Linked DNA regions of Mus musculus: regions 1, 2, 4 and 5 are each linked to region 3. The links are chromatin contacts, called in public HiChIP or PLAC-seq and promoter capture Hi-C maps. All regions are on one chromosome and are shown on one strand. Each heading gives the region's core, a stretch centred on a gene start, on an enhancer-like site or on the middle of the called end of the contact. The rest is flanking DNA. Distances are from core to core; before and after follow the strand shown.

The links. Promoter capture Hi-C pulls out the DNA fragments that hold promoters and counts their contacts. HiChIP or PLAC-seq counts read pairs in DNA pulled down with a chosen protein or histone mark. Capture Hi-C pulls out chosen DNA fragments and counts their contacts.
Region 1: a contact with region 3 is called in a FOXA1 HiChIP or PLAC-seq map of pancreatic cancer cells. The contact joins the enhancer-like site here to the promoter of Rnf227 in region 3. A contact is called at or near these places in 5 of 39 promoter capture datasets (cranial neural crest, embryonic stem cells, frontonasal cranial neural crest and 2 more), 1 of 115 datasets of contacts at active chromatin or transcription factors (pancreatic cancer cells) and 4 of 9 other capture datasets (adipose tissue, embryonic stem cells, liver and 1 more).
Region 2: a contact with region 3 is called in a promoter capture Hi-C map of liver, with 4 times the contacts expected there. The contact joins the promoter of Trp53 here to the promoter of Rnf227 in region 3. A contact is called at or near these places in 9 of 39 promoter capture datasets (cranial neural crest, frontonasal cranial neural crest, hippocampal neurons and 5 more), 4 of 484 Hi-C or Micro-C datasets (CD8 T cells, embryonic stem cells, muscle stem cells and 1 more), 5 of 115 datasets of contacts at active chromatin or transcription factors (bone marrow-derived macrophages, craniofacial prominence, effector CD8 T cells and 2 more) and 2 of 9 other capture datasets (adipose tissue and pancreatic islet).
Region 4: a contact with region 3 is called in a promoter capture Hi-C map of hippocampal neurons, with 4 times the contacts expected there. The contact joins the enhancer-like site here to the promoter of Rnf227 in region 3. A contact is called at or near these places in 18 of 39 promoter capture datasets (the C10 cell line, the HPC-7 cell line, HPC-7-derived erythroid cells and 13 more), 2 of 484 Hi-C or Micro-C datasets (both in the G1E-ER4 cell line), 15 of 115 datasets of contacts at active chromatin or transcription factors (SST interneurons, craniofacial prominence, differentiating embryonic stem cells and 9 more) and 4 of 9 other capture datasets (adipose tissue, embryonic stem cells, liver and 1 more).
Region 5: a promoter capture Hi-C map of adipose tissue shows a contact between it and region 3. The contact joins the promoter of Alox8 here to the promoter of Rnf227 in region 3. A contact is called at or near these places in 12 of 39 promoter capture datasets (the SN4741 cell line, cranial neural crest, embryonic stem cells and 6 more), 2 of 115 datasets of contacts at active chromatin or transcription factors (bone marrow-derived macrophages and effector CD8 T cells) and 3 of 9 other capture datasets (adipose tissue, liver and pancreatic islet).

What each region holds. Positions count from the first base shown.
Region 1 is chr11:69,470,289-69,472,988 of GRCm38.p6, reverse strand. The region is part of intron 39 of Dnah2 (dynein, axonemal, heavy chain 2); the gene reads left to right. Among named protein-coding and RNA genes, the nearest start is that of Kdm6b, 55 kb to the right of the region's middle. Within about 2 kb of position 1,303, at least 74 of the 459 cell types and tissues checked have an H3K27ac peak or open chromatin away from gene starts, as enhancers often do. A contact at or near this core is called in pancreatic cancer cells, where this site is marked.
Region 2 is chr11:69,579,088-69,581,787 of GRCm38.p6, reverse strand. Trp53 (transformation related protein 53) reads right to left here and starts at 1,429. Exons shown (of 11, transcript NM_011640.3): 1 at 1,273-1,429. It overlaps Wrap53 (WD repeat containing, antisense to Trp53), which reads left to right and starts at 2,539. Exons shown (of 10, transcript NM_144824.3): 1 at 2,539-2,700.
Region 3 is chr11:69,339,450-69,342,149 of GRCm38.p6, reverse strand. It overlaps Rnf227 (ring finger protein 227), which reads right to left and starts at 1,354. Exons shown (of 2, transcript NR_027827.2): 1 at 1,092-1,354; 2 at 1-991.
Region 4 is chr11:69,525,947-69,528,646 of GRCm38.p6, reverse strand. All of the region lies in intron 4 of Dnah2 (dynein, axonemal, heavy chain 2), which reads left to right. Among named protein-coding and RNA genes, the nearest start is that of Dnah2, 22 kb to the left of the region's middle. Within about 2 kb of position 1,381, at least 80 of the 459 cell types and tissues checked have an H3K27ac peak or open chromatin away from gene starts, as enhancers often do. A contact at or near this core is called in SST interneurons, craniofacial prominence, embryonic basal ganglia and 6 more, where this site is marked.
Region 5 is chr11:69,196,483-69,199,182 of GRCm38.p6, reverse strand. Alox8 (arachidonate 8-lipoxygenase) reads left to right here and starts at 1,340. Exons shown (of 14, transcript NM_009661.4): 1 at 1,340-1,520; 2 at 1,608-1,830; 3 at 2,077-2,158. The coding sequence starts at 1,374.

The DNA.
Region 1 (2,700 bases), core at 54-2,553, 130 kb before region 3:
CAGGAATGGCTGCAGGTGCCTTTACTCGCTGCTCCCTCTTGCTGGCTCAGTATTTACTCTTTATCAGGCTCCCTGATTTCATGAGTAACTGTGCATCTGAGAACAGGAAGTGTGACTGTCCTGAACTTCTGTCACTCATTAGGTGTGACTTTGAATGACACAGTTGGCTCCACCTAGGACCCACACAAACAGCTTCCTCTCTGACTCATCTCCTTCTGGAGTCCTGGCTCACCGACACTTACTTACTTACTTACTTTCCTACTTAATTAATTAATTTAGAGGTGGGGTGTTACTATGTAACCCTGGCTGACCCACCCGGAACTCCCTATATAGACCAGGCTGGCCTCCTGCTAACAGGGGTTGATTGGCCTACTGCCTCACCATGGGTCACCATGTCGGGCTCAGGTAACTTCAACTCAGCAGATCCTTGAAATCACTGAAAGCCCAGCTACCCTGACTGGATCCACTAGCCCTCGCCCACCTCGCCTCCTGTCCTCATGGTGGGAACTTTGAAGAGAGTCTCTGGGAGCTCTGTGGTGTGTGAGAGCAGAGGAACAGAGGAGGGGCAGAGGCGTCCCCTCCTCGTGTTCGTCCACACACTCTGAGCTGTCCTTTCAGTTGAAACTGCTAAATGCTGGATTAAAAAATTCAAAGAAATATGTCCTTTTTTATTACATTGCTTAGATGGCAAGAATTCTAGGGGCCTTGGTGTGGTGACAGTGAGTGAAGGGACTTTGTGAGGCAAGTAGGTTCCAATGCTGTTTTCCTGCCGTGGAATTTTGTCAGTCTAAGGCACCAGGAGTTGGAAGGCAAGCAGCCCAAGCCTGAAGGTGGAACAACGTAAAGCCCACTGTTATAGAAGTCAGGCTACAGGGACTCACCCTCCCCATCAACTGATGGGAAGGACAACTTACAACCTAGGAAGATCTGTGCTTGTCCAAGCCCTGGTGGTGGCAGGGAGGGGGTCAAAGGATTCCTGCAGTCTCTTCAGCTCAGCCTCACGCTGTCCACAGTCAGCATTCACTCTATGGTGTAAAGTCTCAAGCTTCACCTGCAGGGCAGGAGAAGGGGGTGTCCGTTGTCAGTGCCCCCAGGCGACTGGTGGGAGCAAAGGGAAGAATGGCTTCTGGAGGAGCTCAGTCCAGAAGAGCCCTGAAGGCAGCACCAGCCTGACCGCTGCGGATGGAGGTTGGGAAAAGGAGCTGTTCGCTGAAGCCAGCTAGAGTTGTGTAACAGGACTCTGTCCCAGGAGAAGAAAGGAGCTGTATCTCTAAGATCTGGTGTCTTAATGGCCCCGGGTGACAGAGCCTCCCCTGCTGAGTAGAGGTGTCGAGCCTGAGGAACAGCAGGCAGGAGAGGAATGAGTCAGATTAACCAGTACTGAGGGAACGTTTGCAGACTAGATGCTTTCTTTCATCTCTCGGCTTAAAGAATTGAGGCATCCAGACAGGCAAGTGAAAGTATTCATTCTCTCCGGGGAATTCTTCTGACCCAAGAAGAATGACAGGGACATGGCATAAAGATCCCAAGTGCACTGTCGCCTGCAGGAGCCCCACACACCCAGCCATATAAACAGAAAATGGGAGTAGAGGTAGGAGAATCAGGAATTCAGGGCTAACCTTGGCTACATAAGGAATTTGAGGGTAGCCTGGTCTAGAATACACACACACACACACACACACACACACACACACACACACACACGACAGAGAGAGAGAGAGAGAGAGAGAGAGAGAGAGAGAGAGAATATGAATATGAATGGATGATGTAAGGAAAACCAAAGCTCGCTGAACAACCTGAGAGAAGAGCTCTGGTAGGAAGGCCATTAGGTGTTACTAGTGGGAGGGAGGAGGCAAGGGAGGAGAGGGGATGTTGAGCCAAATCCCTGAGACAAGAGACTTTTTTAAATGCAGGGCAACAGACAGTATGGTAAAGAGTTTGAAGGAAAGTATTAGCCCTGGGAGAAGCAAGGAGTCTACTTTGTAAGGGTTTCTGAGAAGAGGGGTGGTCTTGTATCACAAGGAAGCAGGCTTAGTCAATGTATGATGTGTGACCTATGGTCTGCGACAGAAGTAAGGGACTGGGCACATTGCCATTCACGCCACACGGCAGGAGTCACTCTCGATAGGAGGTGGGGGCTTAGTTAATGTGTGACCCAGAAAAGGTGATGGCAGTGAGACTGACCCCCCTTCCCTCCAGCCTGCACCCCACCGTGCGTGTGCGTGTGCGTGTGCGTGTGCGTGTGCGTGTGTGTGTGTGTGTGTGTGTGTGTGTGTGTAGGGGGTGTGCTGGGGCTGGGCTTGTCCTTGTCTGGCTTGCATACCTATCTGCTTAGGACTTGGTTACCTGCAGGGCCTAGGTTCCCTAACAAAAGAACCCGAACAAACAAGAAAGAGCCTGGTGGAGAAATAGATAGGCCAAGGAGAGGAAATACAAAGCAAACCATCAATGGCCTCTGCTGGGGAGTGGTGGGCATCTCTGCAGACACAGGGACTCTGGGGGTGAGGAGGATAGCCGGTCCCCTCTATGCATTCAGGTCAGCCTGGGCCACCAAGACTCCACCCTGAACAATGATCAGAATTATCCAAGTGAAATTCTAATGAAATGCTATTAAGAAAGGACTATGGCAGACAAAGGGGAGAAGAGATAGGATTTAAAGGAAAATCTAGGTGAGATAACATTCAAACAATTTCAAAAGTC
Region 2 (2,700 bases), core at 180-2,679, 240 kb before region 3:
GACCGAAACTAAATCTTCAGATGGACAAAAAAATTTACTTCCCGATCCAAGTGCAGTGTGGAAATAGTATTTTTACAAAAGAAAAAAAGGCACGCACGATGTCTGGTGCGCGATAAGAAACTGTAATGAAATGACCTGTTCTAAAAATTGAAGTGGCGGGGACAGGCATAGCCCACGCCCAGGCAGAGTCCCGCCACCTCCCGCTGGGAAGAACCGGATGGTGCGGGCTGACTGCACTTAGGACCGCCGGGCGCCCGGGGCCCAAGCCCGCCCCTTCCGCTTTCAGGACGCGCGGAATGCGTTAAGCAAGGGAATGGCTCACCCTAAAACCGGATACTCGGTAATTTGCTTTTCCGGCAGGAAGAAACGACCTATCGGCGCACTCTTTTAAATAAACACCTCCTCCTTTGCAAAAGCAATAACCAAGTAATCCAGAAAAATAAGATGTCGAGGACAGCAGTTTTCCTCCTCAAACCACAGAACCAGCCTAGAATCCATTTCTCCCCTTTCGCTACTCCCCCGTCGCCGGGCGAGCAGTGATCTGCTCCGAAAACAAGAAACCGGAAATGCTCCTGCAAGCGGCAGAAACGTAAAGGAGCCAAACAATAACAGGGCCGGCGGGCCTTTCAGACCAAGAGGCTGAGTCGGGCCCCGAGGGCAAATACTTCTGGCTAGCACCGCTAGTGCTTCAGGCTTTTCTTGGATTTTCTTCATCTAGCAGGGTCGAGAAGCGGCTGGAAAAAAAAAGAAATCACTCCAGGGACAAAGGTCCGGAAGTTGCGGGACCTTAGCAGCTAAGGCTCCCCGGATCACCCCGATCTCATCCAGGAACGGAACCCAGGGTTTCATTAGGATGCTATGGGGGGTCTTAAGTCTTAAGCTATGAATCTCGAAAAATCTTAAATCCTGGTGCTTTGTGCATGTTATTTCCGGAGCTTCCATCACCTAGCAGCGGGCAGATAAGTGTGTACAACGCGTAGCGGAGAGAAAACCCCTTAGGCCATCTCAGTGGTCCCTATATGCTCTACTTTGCAGGTGCATGACAGTGAGGCTCGTCGGTCCTAACATCATCATCATCAGCTACCCTCACTACAGCATCTGACATATACACTCCCGTTCATCCCGCCCGCCAAGCTTCCATTCCGCCCATCTCCATCGCGCTGAGTCCCCCCACTGCCCCACCCCCAAACCCCACGGTTTTCTCTAGTTTTATGGATGCAAACGGAGAGAGCCAGTGACCGAGAGGTCTCGTCACGCTCATCAATTACTTACCCAGTCTTCGGAGAAGCGTGACACCCTGCTGGGAAGGAGGAGGATGAGGGCCTGAATGCTAGGTGCCCCCTAACTGTAGTCGCTACCTACAGCCAGGATGGTCCCAATGAACTGAAGCTACAGAACTTTAGCCAGGGTGAGCACGTGGGAGGGGAAAGTCCCAATCCCAGCAACCCCCGCGAGACTCCTGGCACAAAGCTGGATAGTCGCCATAACAAGTAAGGGCAAGTCCTTCCGTGGGTTGAGGGCAAGAAATGGAGGCGGGGACTTGCAGAGTCAGGATTCTCCCTGAGATGTTGCCCTCAGCAGGAACGCTTTGTGAAAAGTCGTCTAAGATATAGAGCTGTGAGGGCAAAATGGGTGGAAACCGATTCGGAGGACTCCTGCCTCTGTGTCAAGTATAAAGAGTGGAAAGAATTAAGTTTTTATCGTAAGTGGACCGCCACTGTTCTGAGCTCTGTGCTCTTTCCTATCCAGCTAGATAGTCATAGCCATCTTTTTGGATTTTTAAGACAGAGTCTTTGTAGCCAAGGCTGGCCTGGAATTCGCGGCCGTCTTCCTGCTTTAGGCCTTCCAAGTACAGGGATGAACCAACACGGGCCCCTAAGTTCTTTTTCCCCTCATTAGCTAAAATGTCACTTTAGAAAGGCTTTTCATAGTATCTCAATCTAACGTGTTCTCCGAGATACTTGGTATCGCACCACCGTGTTTAATTTCCTGTACAGTCCTTATCACTCTCTGTAAAGACTGTTTTCACAGCCTTTAATTGCACAGCAACGAAAACTTTATGGAGATTAAGAACTAGAAAACATTGCTATTTTTTTCCCAATGCCTTGTATAGTCCTGGGTTAGGCAGTAAGAACTTGATAATAAATGTCGAATGAATGAAGGGAGGGCGGGGGAGAAAGGGAAAGAGAGGAACAAGAAGGGGGGAGAGATGGGGAGAAAGGAAACCTGAGGTTACGGGATTCAAAACAAGATAGTCAAGAGGGGCAAAAACTGTAGAAATTATGCGCCCTCTGCAGGCCAGGGAGGATAGGCGCTTTAAGAATTACCCCCAGGGGACGGTAGGGGGCGCTCGTGTAGTTTTCGCCAAGGCCCAGAGTTCAGACTACAACTCCCAGAAACCTCTAGGAATTCTCCAGCGCTTGAGGTGTAGGCAAAGTCGTTCCTTCCCGCCTTCCCGCTCGGAATCGGAGGAGGATGCGGAGAGCCTATCGGAAGGTGGCCCGACTCCCGCGAGAGCAAGAAGCCCTGGCGGCGCCTAGCGACCCTAGGCGCTTGGCTTTGGACACTCGTTCCCTGGTGATTGCTTTAGGTTCGGCTTACATTTTCCGGAAGAGGAAAGCGGACTCCGGTCTCTGAGCATCCCTGGGAACGGTAATGCACTCTAGCCTCGGCAGCTGGTAGCCGGCTCAGCGAGACTTG
Region 3 (2,700 bases), core at 105-2,604:
CTAAGAGCTAAACCAGTGATTCTTAACTTACATACACATACCTGGGATTCTAAAACTACCGGGGAATGTGGACTGGGGTCCTGAAATTCTGCATTTCTAGCAAGCTGTGAGACCAACCAACACTGCTGGTCTTGATTTTAAGTCTACAGTAAGATATTTACAGGACTTTAGAATAGAACTAACTACATACAGTAAACAATGTCCCATTATGGGACACAAATTAAAATTATGTGAGCATCTTTTTTTTTCTTTTCCCCAGTATTGCTACAGAGTCAGTAAAGATAACAAAGGCCTAAATTTTGCTTCCTTTATCAAATGGCTCACCCATCTTTGATAAGCCTTTAATAAGGCCTCATGTAAATAAATGCCCCTTGGATGTTTTCATACCTGCCCTATCCAGCTGAAGGGAGGTTGTATATGCAAGATTCCCAATCATAAGCAGGGAGTCAACTCAGTAATTGCTGGAGCACGGTAACAAGAGTGGGAAGATGGCATGCCAGCAAACACAACCAGATAAGTGAGATTGACATGACATATAAATTAGCTTATCCCCTGTCCTGTCCTTTTTTCCACAGTACACATTGTCAACCACAGACCACTGCTAAAATTGGATCCTTTGCTTACACCACAGACTCTGAACAAACGCCAAAGCTTTGTTATTTTTTTTTTCTTCCTACATTATGGTAGGCTTTGTTTCTATTATCCCTTGGCCACTCCATCCTGAAAATATAATGCTGGCACAGTCTAGGAGCCTTCGCCGCTCAGAATCCACACCATCTAGGGTCCTTTCTGTTGAGCTCCATCTCCATCACGCATGTACCAATTCCAGCATCAGCCTTGATTTCCAGGTAGTCTTGACATCAACCTTTTGTGTCAGAGCACGCCTGAGGATGCTGCTCCCACCTGCTTTCTGCCATAGCTCTGGGGTTCCTTGGTTACAGCGTACAACGGGTCATGTGGGCAATGTCCTTGACCTCTGGACAGTAGAGCACTGGAGGAAAGAAGAAGGGTTAGTGGCAACAGGAGGATGCAACTTGACCCAGCATTCTTCGGTGCAATGTACCCAGTATCCTCCCTAGGCCGCCCCTCACCATTGCTAGGCAACGGACGCCGCAAGCGGCGTGCCGGCGCCAGGACCCTGTCCAAAATTCGGCGAAGCGCGCGCCAACCCGCACTTGGAGGTCCCGCCCCCTTCTCGCTCTCCGCTTCCCCGTCGTCGTCCTCTCCATCCTCTCCGCTGTCTTTGGCCGGGCTCCCCATCGGGTCTCCTTCACGCTCAGCCCGGGCTTTTTCCTCCAGCCGTGACCACAAGACAGGGTCTAGCGCGATCTCCGTGACGCCGCCGCGCGGGAGCGGGGAAGGCGCGCGGCAGAACGGGCACGTGACAGCGCGGCGCAGGCGCACCACGCGCGCGGCCGTGCGGCTGCCGTCGCCCCGCGCTGCCAGCTCGCGCAGGCAAGCTGTGCACAGCGTGTGGCCGCAGCGGGCGCGCGCCGTGCCAGGCAGGCGGCGGGGCGCACGGGCCCCGAGGTTGTAGGGTCGGAAACAGATGTTGCAGTCCAGCTCACCCAGCTCGGGAAGAGAGGGCACTCTCATCAAGAGCTGCATCGTGGTCACCGTGGCCCGAGGGCTTCGATCTCTAGGCGGCTAGGATACAGAACGAATGAGCCCTCCTTGGGCCAGGGCAGGGGCCTGGGGCCCGCGCCGCCGCCTCTGTCCCCTTTTAATAGTGAGGCCCCGCCCTCGAGGCGTCACGCGCAGATGGGCCGCTCCCTTCCGAGGCACGCGTTGGGGCGGCAGAGGCGCGAGGCTGGACTTGCGAGTGGGGATGCAGCGGGCTGAATGCCCAGGACAATGCCAGAATTACCCGAGGGAAGAGGGGGGCACGCTCCACCCACAGCCTCCATGGCGGACTCCTCACCCCCAGCAAAACACTAGCGCTGTCACTTAAACCTACCTGATGCAGGTGTCCAGGTCTCCTCTTGCACACAGTCACTAGCACAAGTCTATATGGCCCTGTTGGCCTATTTGTCACATGTTCATACTCTTTCACAATCCCCTCCTGCCCTTCCCCTCACAAACAGGCAACATATGCCAGGTTTACTGTTGGTTCTGCCCAGTTTTAATTGGTCTTCTGGATGTTTGGATTGTGCCCAGCCATAATTCACTCTGCCCTCGCCTCTCCTTTTTATACATGGCCTCTTGGGTTCTTTGGAAGGCTGGCTCCCTCAAATTCCTCCCCCTACCCCCTCTGAGAGTTTGAGTCCAGCTAACACCTCAGCACAAGGAGGGACCTAGATTCCAGGAGCATGGCCTTAGGAATGCTGGGAATCTTTTCCTTCCGGAGTATCCAGACTTGGACACCCACACAGCATGATGGTGGAAACGAAGCAGCTCTGCGTGACTTCTGACTCAGGGGTCTGACTTCTCCCACAGGTAAACAGGACGTGGTACTCACAGCCCACATTCCCTCACGGTGTGGCACCCACACCCAAGCTGCCTCCTCAGCCTCTCGAACCCAGGCTCTGTTGCGGAGGATAATAACACAGTCTTGACACAGCTGGCTCAAGAACAAATCCTAGTTGTGACACCCACAGACAAGTTACTTCATTTCTCTGGGCCTTGATTTCTTCATCTACAAAGTGTGGGTAATAATAGTAAGGATGGAAAGAGCTTGTGTTTGTAAGGTGCTTTAAATGG
Region 4 (2,700 bases), core at 132-2,631, 190 kb before region 3:
ATAAAAATAGATATGAGTGGGTTGGAAAGATGGCTCAGAGGTTAAGAGCACTGACTGCTCTTCCAGAGGGCCTGAGTTCAATTCCCAGCAACCACATGGTGGCTCATAACCATCTGCAGTGGGATTTGATGCCCTCTTCTGGTGTGTCTGAAGACAGCGACAGTGTACTCACATACATATAATAAATAAAATCTTGAGAGAGAGAGAGAGAGAGAGAGAGAGAGAGAGAGAGAGAGACAGATCCATTTAACTTGCTACAACAGTAGATGAGAGATTTTACTGTATTCTCCAGGTTAGGGTGGCTAGTTTAAACTTCCTTTAAAAAATGACTACGCACAGTAGCTTAGTGGAACCTTCAGGAGGCCCTGCACTCAATCCCCAGCACAGAAAGGGAAAAAAAGAGTCATGTCTCTCGGCATTCTGATTTTAGACTCCAAGGAGTGTCTCCTCCTGCCATGCCCACGCCTTTCTCCACTGTGATGCTCTGTGCCCTGTCACACCGTTAGCCAAAATAAACCCTTCTTCACTGGGGCAGGGGTAGAGGTGGGAGTGGGGGAGTCCATAACCTAGTATCTGATAAAAGGGGCAAAGAGTGAGACCTGGGACATGAAGGCAGCTCACAGCCCAGGATCCACAGAACACAGGGAAAAGGCATAATCAAATCTAGTGAATTTCACAAACAGGTGTGAACCCTAAACTGTGCTGAAGCTCCAAGTTCCTTCTCTTCCCGCACTTGGTTGGGGGAAAACCTTGGAGCATTCCAAACATCCCCCAAGAGGTTTGTCATTTAACAAAGATTTGCTATTGCCTTAAATTAGCCTTAACCACGTGCCCCTCCTCACACAAGTCTCTCAGGCTACAGAAAAGAGAATAACATAAAATACCTAATCCTTTCACTTTACCTTCAAGAGGCAAAATAAACTGGCCTCTCCCAGTGGGGCATCAAGAAGTCGCCCACAGTGTGCTAGAGCCAAAAGAGTGAATTGACAAAGCTGCTCAGGCATGAGCAAAATGGGGCGAAATTGCATGGCAACGGCGGGCACATTATACCAAGGACAAAGGGAAGAAAAAAAAAAAAAAGAACAAAGCGCGTATACAGGAGGGAGATCTAACCCAAGGAAGGAGGCTCCTCACAACAGCCACGGTGCAACTCGATACCAACATGAATTCAGTCTCTACGAGATGATAAAAGGTGGAAGGAGATGAAAGGGGGAGGTGGGGCACGGATCTTAGGGAACGAATAAGGCAGCGTGCTACAAAACCAGATGAGAAATGGCGGGGAACTGAATAGCTGTGGTTGAAAATCCGTCACCGACTGAGCGCAAGGCTGAGGCAGCCGCCGTTCATGAGAAAGAAAAGGCCGGACACATTAATGCAATTAGGGAGACGCGAATAGACACGAGGGATGGGCACAGCCCAGCTGCAGGAGTAGACAGCCGTCACAGTGTGGATTTAGAGAGAACATACAAAGAATTTTCCTGAGATGCACAAGGAACGGCGTCTGGGAGTGAGAAGGCTGCGCTGTTGCTGCTTACCGACGGCCTCTCACGTTAATGTCAGCGTGCATTTTAGTTTCAGCACTGAAATGTAAGGATGCCAGTTCTGGGGAACATTATGGCGTTCCACCGAGAACATTTAGCTTCAACCTAATAACAAGCATTTAGATAAATCCAAATTAAGGGACATTTGAAAAACATCTGGCTTGATTCTTAGAGTGATTGATAGTACAACGTAAAAGAGAAAGCCCGACATGATGGTACATGCTTGTAATCCTGTCACCTGAGAGGCTAAAACAGGAGGACACACACACACACACACACACACACACACACACACACACACACAGAGGATAGCAAAGGATAGGAGTTGTTGAAATGAAAGGAGGTTGTAGGAAACAGAGGCAGGAAGGAGTATTAGGAGTTCCAGGCCAGCCTGAGTATGAAACTCTGTCTATACCCCACCAAAAAAACCTAAACAAACAAACAAACAAACAAAAATGCACCTCAAACACCACACACTCACACACTCACTCACACACACACACTCACTCACACACACACACTCACTCACACACACTCACACACACACACTCACTCATTCACACACACACACACACACACACACACACTCACACACTCTCTCTCTCTCACACACACACACACAGAGGCTAGGCATGGTGGTACATACCTTTAATTTCAGCATTAGGGAGATAGAGGTGGAAGGATTCTGTGAGTTGAAAGCCATCCTAATTTATGTAGCAGTGTATTCTAGACCAGGGCTTACATAGTGAGACCCTGTTTCAGAAGAGAAACAGCAGCAACAACAAAATAAGACGATGGATAGCCCTGGGCGGGATATGGATGGGGAGGAAGAGATCCAGCTATACGTGACATCATTTGGACAACTGGAGGAAGTTAAATGTGGACATATATTGTATTAGATAAATTTTTCTATCACCATAATTACAGTAATTTTAGAAGATACAGGCCAAGCATTAAGGGTGTGGCATCTGGATGCCTGCAGCTCACAAAGGCTCAGGTATAAAGAGGGGACAGACAGATGGAGCATTGACATTGAATCCAGGAGGCAAGGATATTTTGTTAACTTTATTTTTCTTGAAAATTTTCTACGAGTTGGAGTTTTTTGAAAATAAAAATTGAAAGAGCCGGGGGTGGTGGCCCAGGTCTGCAGTCGCAGCTG
Region 5 (2,700 bases), core at 91-2,590, 140 kb after region 3:
GGGGAGAACTGTGTCATTGCTACTTTGTCTATAACCAGGTCAGCCTAGCATATATTCACCATAACTCTTCTCTGGGTCATCCCACATCAGTCCCCAGGGAGTAGGACATCAAACCTAGGAGCCAACACGAAGGTTTCACCCTTTGATAGTAACAAGAAAGCTGATGTAACACACATACTGAATAATCTTGGTTGCTTCTACCTCTTTGCAAAACTTTCAAATTTTTTAGCAACTTGGAGCCTGAATCCACTGCCCTTTTCCAGCGATCTTCTCTTAGCCTAGGGCTCACACACATCCCTGTGCCATGACTTCCAGGTAGGCACCCATAGGGACCACTATACTTGGATGTCTAATGGGCACAGCAAAGAGGATTTCCCAAATCTGTTGTTTCCCTCAAGGGCAAACTCTGTCACTGTCTTCCTTCTGACATCCCTCTCACTCACTCCAGCTCTGCCTTCCCTTCTCCAGTGATCTCAGGGCCTTTGCACAGACAATTCCCCAACAGTAAAACAGCTTACCTAGACATACCACTTGAAAACATATATTTAGTATTATTCTTGATATCTTATTTGAAATTTCACATATGCACACAATGTACTTGACTATATCTACCCCATCCCCCCTACAGCTCTCCCCGACCTTCCCTCAGGTCCCTCCCAACTTCAGATCCTCCTCCTTTTAATAACACACTGAGTCCAATAATTGGTGCCCATAAACACATACCCTGGGCTCACCTCTCACCACCTCTGGGTCTCTGAGGGCCTTTCTCTCGAGCCAAACTTCTCAGGCTCTCACATCAGCAGTGACTGACATCTTCCCCAGCATTGATTATCCTCTAAACTCTAATACATGCTTAGAGCATTTGAATGTCTTTTCCCCCTTGCACTTGACCTTAGTAAACAGTCAGGCAAAGCTAGAGTATTGCCTGGACCCGCACTGGCAGCATCTAATAGTCCTGGCCAGTGATGGCTCTCAAAATCAGTTATTAAAGAAGTGAAAGCAGCCTTGTGGCGTGGGAAGAGTTAAAGGAATGGGGAAGTGGACCCTCACTCACATTTAAAGCTAAGACAGCATGTAAATAAATTTTACACTTGTACCCCACATTCCAGTTGGGTCTGGAACTCACCCTGTGGACTTCAGTCCACTTCCTGTCTCAGCGCCACCCATTGTGACTCCAGGTTTCAGTGTGTCAACCCACCTACTACTTGTCCTAAATTCTAAGGCTCTTCCTGATGGCAAGGAAGCTGAAGGGGAATTCAGTGGGTAGCGAACACATTTCCCCTTAACCTGGTCTGATGGGCGGGGCATCGCTGAGGTTAAATCACCCTGCCAGGTAGTCCAGCTTGCAGTAGAGAGCTAAACTGGTCAGGAGGATGGCGAAATGCAGGGTGAGAGTATCCACGGGGGAAGCCTGTGGGGCTGGCACATGGGACAAAGTGTCTGTCAGCATCGTGGGAACCCACGGAGAGAGCCCCTTAGTACCTCTGGACCATCTGGGCAAGGAGTTCAGCGCCGGTGCTGTGAGTTTTTGGGGAGCAGGCAATGGCGACTGTGGAGGAAGGCAGCCCAGGGGGACCATCCTCAGCATACTAAACAACCCCTCCTAGGAAGAAGACTTCGAGGTGACGCTTCCCCAGGACGTAGGCACTGTGCTGATGCTGCGAGTCCACAAAGCACCCCCGGAAGTGTCCCTCCCGCTTATGTCTTTCCGTTCTGATGCCTGGTTCTGCCGCTGGTTCGAGCTGGAGTGGCTACCTGGGGCTGCACTCCACTTCCCCTGTTATCAGTGGCTGGAAGGGGCGGGGGAGCTGGTGCTGAGAGAGGGAGCAGGTGAGGGGACTGGGGCTGCGGGAGGCACGCAGCAGTGTGTCGCAGGCTAAGCTTGGGGAGTGGAAACCAGGAAAGGGCAGAGGAGGAAGGAGGGGACTGGCAGAAGCAGGAGGTGGTGGCAATCAGCTTGCAGTGGAAGAAGTGTACCCGGGGTGAGGGGACTGGTGGGTTGACAGCAGTAGGAGGGAGAAAGTCTGAAGCCAGAGATCAAGAGAGGATCCTTTCCATCCACGCCCTCACCCGCAGCAAAGGTGTCCTGGCAAGACCATCACCCTACACTGCAGGATCAGCGCCAGAAGGAGCTTGAGTCCAGGCAGAAGATGTACAGGTGAGGAGGGAGATAGTGACCCCTGCAGGAGGACTCACTTATGGGATGGGAAGGAGCCAAATCAAGGACTAATCCCAGACACAGTAGTGTTGGCATTACTGGGCAACTGAGAGAAAAGCAGATTCGCAGGAGCTCTGACTCTGAATGTGATTGAGCAGAGAGACTGGCTTCTTTCCAAGCCTTTCTGGTGACGCTGGCACCCACTGAAGGTTGAAACCCACTGCTCTAACAACCCTGTCCTGTGGCTTATGCCTTCTCCATCTCTCTCTGTGGTTGTTATTGCTTCCGTTTCTCTTTTCTCTCACTGGTGGGGTTGTTGCTTTCTCCCGTAAATACAGGCAGAACTCCCAGCAATTAAGGGTGACCTTCAAAGCCATTCCTAGACAGTACAGAAACTCTCAGACAGGGATGCTTTCCATCTTATCAGCTCAACATAAAGAGTTAGAGCAGAGAGCTACCTACATACTGAAATTACAGTAGGTGGGAATTTCAAGGGGGTAAAGTCAGCTACTGTACTCAGGTGGACATTTTCAAAGTCACCT